2 separate regions of the Mus musculus genome follow, and region 1 is linked to region 2. Evidence: chromatin contacts called from public HiChIP or PLAC-seq data. All regions are on one chromosome and are shown on one strand. The core of a region is the stretch at or near the end of the contact, and the rest is flanking DNA. Distances in the headings are between cores, read along the strand shown.

Evidence for each region. HiChIP or PLAC-seq counts read pairs in DNA pulled down with a chosen protein or histone mark.
Region 1: a contact with region 2 is called in a RAD21 HiChIP or PLAC-seq map of pro-B cells, with 2.6 times the contacts expected there. The contact joins two enhancer-like sites. A contact is called at or near these places in 2 of 15 datasets of contacts at CTCF or cohesin (large pre-B cells and pro-B cells).

What each region holds. Positions count from the first base shown.
Region 1 is chr12:115,057,293-115,061,447 of GRCm38.p6, reverse strand. It overlaps Igh. Among named protein-coding and RNA genes, the nearest start is that of Gm30948, 200 kb to the left of the region's middle. Within about 2 kb of position 1,282, at least 1 of the 459 cell types and tissues checked has an H3K27ac peak or open chromatin away from gene starts, as enhancers often do. A contact at or near this core is called in pro-B cells, where this site is marked.
Region 2 is chr12:114,931,084-114,934,893 of GRCm38.p6, reverse strand. It overlaps Igh and the pseudogene Ighv1-41. Among named protein-coding and RNA genes, the nearest start is that of Gm40899, 170 kb to the right of the region's middle. Within about 2 kb of position 2,538, at least 23 of the 459 cell types and tissues checked have an H3K27ac peak or open chromatin away from gene starts, as enhancers often do. A contact at or near this core is called in pro-B cells, where this site is marked.

The sequences.
Region 1 (4,155 bases), core at 33-2,532, 130 kb before region 2:
TGACTCTCAAGTTGTGCCAGTCACTGGTTGGCTATTCCCTCAGTCTCTATTCCAAATTTGTCCCTGCTTTTCTTGTAAGCTGAACAAATTTTGTGTCAAATTTGGCTGGGTTGGTGTCCTTATCCTTTCACTGGCAATCCTCCTGCCTGCCTATAGGATGTGGCCACTTCAGGCCCCATATCCCCCACCTCTAGGAGTTTCAGCTCAAGTCACCCTCATGGACTTCTGGGCACTGATGTTTTTCCTGTATTTTCATTTATCTTAAGTTTTTAAAATTATTCATATTTTTCTATTCTGAGATGCCCATGTTCTTACCATTTGTCTACCAACTAGCTTAATGAGTTGCTTACCCAACATAGCAGAAGTAACATTCTTAGGAATCATCTACAAGGTCATAAGAATTCTGGCTTCTACCTTGTCCTTGTGAATGTGTGGAATGTTTCCTCTAAGAAAACAGACTCAATGCAATAGAAAATGAAATTGAGCTCCTAGGCAACAGCGAGAACCAGTGGAGAGCAATATAAATGGGAAATCTTACATGCACAGCACAGAAAGACTTTATAGAATCCATACCTAAGTTTATAGCATATTGTAACTACATGAGAAATGCAGTGCAACAATTAGTGACTGGAAACCAGTAAACCTAAAAAACCGTGGAGAGTAAAAGGGAACTATGTTAGTTCACTAGAATTGGAAGCTTTTTTTTCTCCACGGCAACAAATATCTGTAATAAAGCAAGTCATAAAAATGGAATTCTAAAATTATTACACTATAAAATATATGGCCATTATTATGGAACTAGAGACAGGCAGAAACTGGATTAAATTTAAAGACATTATGACAAATTTTAAGGGAGCGAGTAGACATGTATTATAGAATGAGACAGTCCATTTTTTATTTTAATTTTTTGGGTATGCAAGTTTTGTATGTATATGTGGTAACAAGTGGTAGATGTGAGATATCACTTTTATTGCTCTCCCCTATATATTTTAAGTAATATTTTCTCACTAAGCTTGTAGCTCATCAATTTGACTAGAGATCAATTTTTGAATTTGATCAGTTTCTCCTGAGGAGAAAGCTTCAGGAACCATAATGCTCCTCTGTTTCTGAGTCTAAGACAGCAGACAGATTCTGGGGCATTTGGCTTTTATGTTATTATTGGGGAACTCAGAAGTTTTTTAAATATGTTTTTGTTTGTTTTACTTTTCATTTTTGTGTATTTGTGTAGTTTTCTGGGTAATTGAATGAAACATTTGTGCAGGTACTCTTGGATACCAGAAGATGGCAGTGTATCCTTCAAATTTGGAGTCACAGGCATTTGGTTGTACACCATCTGATGTGGTTGTTTAGAACTAAATCCAGATCTTCTGGAAGAACAGTGTTTACTCTTAACTACTGTGCCATTTCTCAAACCCAGTACATGACCTGTTGACATGGGTTCCAGGTGCCAGAACTCAGATCCCATTTTTCTGATCAACCTCACAGTGATCATTTTCACAGATCAATATAATGTGTGGCAGCAAGAGCTAACAGGGATGCCAATGTGGCATCTGATATCTAAATGATATCCAAACATTACTTCATAGCTGCACAGGACAATATTTCTGCCTGTAGAAGCTACAGATCATCAAACAAGTGGCCAGATTCAGTTATGTGAAACTTCAATTTGAGTAGTTGTTTTGAAGCAGTCTAAGAGAATCTTCCAAGTGCATAGTTGAAGCAAACTATCATCCACACATCTTCACATATTAGTTATTTGCTCTTGGTTATTATTATAATTGCTATTAAATTTAATACTATCAGTTAATCTTCAAAAATTATTTGGAGAAAATATATTTTACTTATTCACAAATGTGCTTTTCTATTGTGGGCATCAAATGCTTTTCTTGACCTGTAGTAATATTTAAGTTATTAAGCAAGTGTTTACTTATGAAAAATCACACTTAAACAGCCAAATATGGTAATTTTAATTAGTCTACTCCTTCATTTTGCTACATCTTATCAGTTCCTATAATTATGAATTTAATCCAATACATCAAACAGAAATTTTCATGCCTAAAGAAAATGGAAATGCAGGTGAAAGCATAGAGCAGAGCCTGAAGCAAATTCCATCCAGAGACTGCCCAACCCACACCCCCCATTGATCCATCCTATCTGTAGACACCAAACTCAGACTCTATTGCTGATGACAAGATGTGCTTGCTGCCAGAATCCTGGAAGGCTCTGTGAGATGTTGATGCTCACAGCCAACCACTGGACTGAGAATGGGGACCACAATGGTGGAGACAGAGGAAGGACTAATGAAGCAGAAACACTTGCAACTGCATAGGAAGAAGAACATTATCAATCAACCATACTCCCCAGAGCTCCCAGAGACTAAACTACCAACCAAAGATTACACATGGAGGGATTCATGGCTGCAGGTGCATATACAGCAGAAGATTGATTTTTTTGGCATCAATGGGAGGAGAGGCCCTTGGTTCTGTGGAGACTCAATGCTCCAAAGTAGGGGAAGACTAGGACAGTGAGGTAGGAGTGGGTGTGTTGCTGGATGGGTGAAGGAGTTCCCTTATAGAAGCAGGGGAAAGGGGGGATGGAATAGAGATGGTTTACAGAGGGGAAATTTCAAAGGGGAATAGCATTTGAAATGTAAATAAATAAAATAACCAATAAAGAAGAAAAATGTAAGCCTATATTGCAGGCCTAAAATAATTGATATCAAAGAAATAGAACTCTCATGGTGATTTCTAACAATTCGGGATTCCTTCTTGGTTGTATTTCCCAACTTCATGATTACATAAATTTTTGGACTGCATGAGGATTTCTCTCTGTGTGGCGGTGGACCATGAGAGGAAGCCTCTAAAGTTGAGTTAGGCTTTAAGTCCAGGGGACCCAGAAAGAACAGTTGGAACTTTGTCTGTTCCTAACACCAGGTCCCTGTCACATAGCCACAGACCCCCTTATGGAGAGTTGTGGACATCAGTCACATGAGGCAGTGGACACAAGCCCCTCCACATGTAGATGATCTCTCCTGTTTACACATTATTAGGAATGACAACTGTTAGAGCTTGTTCCTACTGCCACTAGGAAAGCAGATGACTTTAAAAGTGTAATGGATGATAAAGTAGATACAACTTCAAATCATATGCTGAGAATCAGTCATCATCTCTTTTTAAACAAGAGCCATTTCTCTCTGCATCTGAGCCCTACAAGCACAATAATTTCAGGGATATGTTTCTGGTGAAGTCAGACTAGGCAACTTCAGTGTAAGTGATGGGAAATCTACCTACAGGTGAGCTCATGACCAGCACGGGGCACAATGGGTTCAAGAATCCCCAGCAGAGAGATAATGTGGTGGATGTGGAGAGAGACTCTTTATTCTCTGTGATTTCCTTTCTTTTTAAAAATATTATTTATTTACTTTTACTTGTACAAGTACATTGTAGCTGTCTTTAGACACACATCAGATTAGTGCATCAGATCCCATTACAGATGGTTGTGGTTGTTGTGAACTGAACCTTGGTCCTCTGGAAGAGCAGTCAGTACTCTTAACCACTGAGCCATCTCTCTAACCCTGCTGTATTCTTTTTTAACTTACATGTACATATTGTGATTTACCTGTAATGTTTTTATGCTCACTGTGAAGATTCTGTGGTAAACCTTTCAAAGATTTGTATTTTCTTGTTTTTTAATATATATTATATATATTATATATTTTAATATATATTAAATATATTAATGTTAATAATTAATATTAATATATTATTATATTATATATATTAATATATATTAAATATATATAGCTCCTGAGATCTCTCAGAAACTGAGCGACTGTCCAGGCAGCTTACAGGAGCTGATCTGAGTCTTTTGGCATATATTTGGTAGAGGACTGCCTGTTCTGGTCTCAATGGGAGAAGATGTACCTAACCCTTAAGACACTTGAATTTCCAGGGAGTGGGAAGGTCTGGGGGTGTTGGAGAACCTTGTTGAAGATATGGGGGAGGAGGAATAGGATGAGAAATTATGGGAGGGTGTACTGGTAAAGGGACAATTACTAGAAAGTAAAGAAATAATAGTAAGAAAATATAAAATTTATACAATGTATTCTGAACACTAAAAACTTCTGAGAGAAACTTCACCACTCACCTAACTATT
Region 2 (3,810 bases), core at 1,289-3,788:
CCATGGCTCCATCCACATATGAGGTAGAGGATGTCCTTGTTTGGACATCAGTGGTAGGAACGGCTCTTGGGCCTGTGGTGGTTCAATGCCCCAAAGCAGTGGAATGCCAGGGTGGGAATGTGGGTGTGGGTGGGTTAATGTAAGGGAGCACCCTCTTAGAGGCAGGGAGTGGGGGCGATGGAATGGGGCTTCCAGAAAGGATACCTTTAAAGGAATAATATTTGAAATAGAAATAAATAAAATATCCAAGAAAATGAAAAGAATGTCCAAACTTCAAAGTCTCTTCTGCGTTTCACCCAATTACTTAACTTTAATTTTTAAAGCAAGACTGGAAACCAACTAGGAAAACTCCAACTCTGTACCTCCATGGCTAATGTCGAAGCAGTCTTTAGCTCTCCAACTGCTTTTTCATCTTTCTTGACTACAACAAACTTTTTTTCTCCTGGGTTTTTCACTTACACTTACACTCACACACACACACACACACAAACACACATATGCATGCACACACAGACAGACACACACATGTACATACATACACATGGACTTATAATATCTAGACTTTCATCTTGTATATGTTTGCACTGAGTGGGAATTACTTTCTGTTAGGCAAGGGACCATGAGTAGAAGCCTCTAAGTTTGAGCTCAGCTTGAAGCTCCAGAAACACAGAGGGAGCTTTGTCTGTTCCTGAGACTAGACCCCTATCATATAGCCACAGCCCACCATAGAGAGTTGTGGATATCAGTCACATAATGGCAGTGGCCCCACGGACCTCCACATGTAGATGAGTACACATGGAGGGAATCATGGCTCTAGCTGCATATGTATCAGAGGATTACATTACCTGGTATCCATAGCAGGGAAGGCTCATTGTTCTGTGAATGCTCGATGATCCAGCATAGGAGAAATCTAGAAGGATGTGGCAGGAGTGGATATATGGTTTGGGGGAGCAACCTATAGAAGCAGGGGCAGGTGTGATGTGATAGGGGATTAGTTGAGGGGAACCAGGGAAATGAGATAACATTTGATATATAAATAAATGTAATAACCAATAAAAGACGTCGTCAGGATGTTGTGAGAAAGCCATATTTGAAGGTCCCAAAGAAAACCAGAGGGTCAGAGTGGAGGTAGGAATGATCATAGTGTGTTATTCAAATCATGCAACCACACATAAATGAAAACATAAAGCGTTTGTTTCTATGGACCTGGTTGACATCATAGAGCAAATATTCCATGTTCTTACTCATTAGTATGCAAATAATATTTTCTCATATATACTGAGGAATATTTCATTGTCTATAACCCAAACATTGTCAGTATCTATTTGTCCTTTTTATAAATGTAAATTGATTCCATTTCCTAGTTTCTGTGATTGGAGAAGCAATAAACATGGATGTGTAACTGTCTATGTAATAATATAGAGTTATTTGTGTACATGCTTGGGAAGGAAGGAGCCGGGACACAGCACAGTTTTTTTACTCTTTTTGGTGACAATTTCAAACAGAATTCTAAAGTCAGTATACCACACTAGTGCACTCATATTAATAATGAGTAAAGATTCAACATTTTCCACATCCATGTCATCAGTTTTCCCATTTGTCTTCTTCCTTATTAACATCTGAATGTGTTCTAATTAAGACATTAAATCTTTTTAATGGCTATTCCCAACATTATCATTATCTTCTTCATCATCATCTTCAAAATTATCATCACCAACATCTTGATCTTCAAAAAGCATTATCTGTAAATCAACATGTTAACATATCCCAGAGTGGAGCAACAGACATAGGCCAAGTATAGATTGAAACATTCATCCCTTTAGTTGCAGCCATACCAGCAGTGAAGGGCTAACAGAAAGTGTATGGGGTGCATTTCCTCAGGGAGTTATTGGATTTGGACTAGAACATCCTGCTAGTTTACCCATGAGCCTTTTCAGTCCTTCCTCTCCAATTCTTCACCAGTTGGACTAAGTTCTTATGTAAGAAGTGGCCTGCTCATGAATATGTAAATTACCTGAGTTCATGGTGGTTAAAAACAGGAATGTCCACACCCTGAAAACCACATATGACCAACGTCTTCTCCACAGTCCCTGAACACACGGTCTCTAAACATGGAATGGAGCTGGAACTTTCTCTTCCTCCTGTCAGGAACTACAGGTAAGGGGATCACCAGTTCCAAATCTGAAGAAAAGAAATGGCCTGGGATGTCACTTACATAAATTCTTCCTTTCTCCACATAGGTGTCCACTCTGAGGTCCACCTGAAGCAGTCTGGACCTAAGGTCAGTGAAGATATCCTGCAAGGCTTCTGGTTACTCATTCACTGGCTACTACATGCACTGGGTGAAGTCCTGTAAAAAGCCTTCAAAGGATTGGATATATTATTCCTTACAGTGGTGGTACTGGGTACAATGAAAAGTTCAAGGGCAAGGCCACATTGTCTGCAGACAAATTCTTCAGCACAACCTATATGTACTTCAGCAGCCTGACATCTGAGGACTCTGTGGACTCTTACTGTGCAAGATACAGTGCTGTAACCACATCCGGAGTGTGTCAGTAATACTGGAGGAGGAGCAAACTGCCCAGGGAATGAGAAGACTTAGAGAATATTCGCTTGAAGACTTGATCAGAAGCCGTCATTTGGGCAGTCCATTTTTTGTGTCTCTTTCTTAAAGAACTACTGTGGGTTTTCAACTTTGCAGAAATACATCCATGAATTATATGCTGTTGATTTAGGATGTTCCTAGAGTACTCAATGCCTTCTCAATATCGATAACAGTGACATTTTTCTTCTTTCATAAAACAACAAAAAAGGGAAACTGTGATTATGGATGATAAAAATATGTCTGGGTTGAGTGAAAGTAGAATTTGGAATAGCTTGAAAAAAAGTATATGAATTTGATCTGTAGAATTCCAACTTCTGAGCAAAGAAAATCCCTTTCAAAGTCTTAAATATTTTTTGGTGCTTCTCTGGTACATTTATTAAAGCCATATTATAAATTGTAGAAAAATAAGTGTACAGAGATTTTCTAACACAGATTTCTAAAATTTAGCCAACATATTCATCTTGAGTGTACTCATTGAACAGCTACTGATGGAAATGGGCAGGTGCAGGACTGGTGCCTTGCAAAGCTTTACTTCCTTTTCATCACTGCTGATTTTATAAATGAAGAGGATCATTAACGCCACTCCTACCCAAATTTGCTTGTAAACCTTGATATAGTAGGGGTTCATGGGTACCCAGACTTTTTTTTTCTATTTCTTTTTATTAGGTATTTTCCTCGTTTACATTTCCAATGCTATCCCAAAAGTCCCCCATACCCACCCCCCAACCCCCTACCCACCCACTCCCCCTTTTTGGCCCTGGCGTTCCCCTGTACTGGGGCATATAAAGTTTGCAAGTCCAAAGGGCTTCTCTTTGCAGTGATGGCCGACTAGGCCATCTTTTGATACATATGCAGCTAGAGACAAGAGCTCCGGGGTACTGGTTAGTTCATATTTTTGTTCCACATATAGAGTTTCAGTTCCCTTTAGCTCCTTGGGTACTTTCTCTAGCTCCTCCATTGGGGGCCATGTGACCCATCCAATAGCTGACTGTGAGCATCCACTTCTGTATTTGCTAGGCCCCGGCATAGTCTCACAAGAGACAGCTATATCTGGGTCCATTCAGCAAAATCTTGCTAGTGTATGCAGTGGTGTCAGCGTTTGGAGGCTGATTATGGGATGGATCCCTGGATATGGCAATCACTAGATGGTCCATCCTTTCGTCACAGCTCCAAATTTTGTCTCTGTAACTCCTTCCATGGGTGTT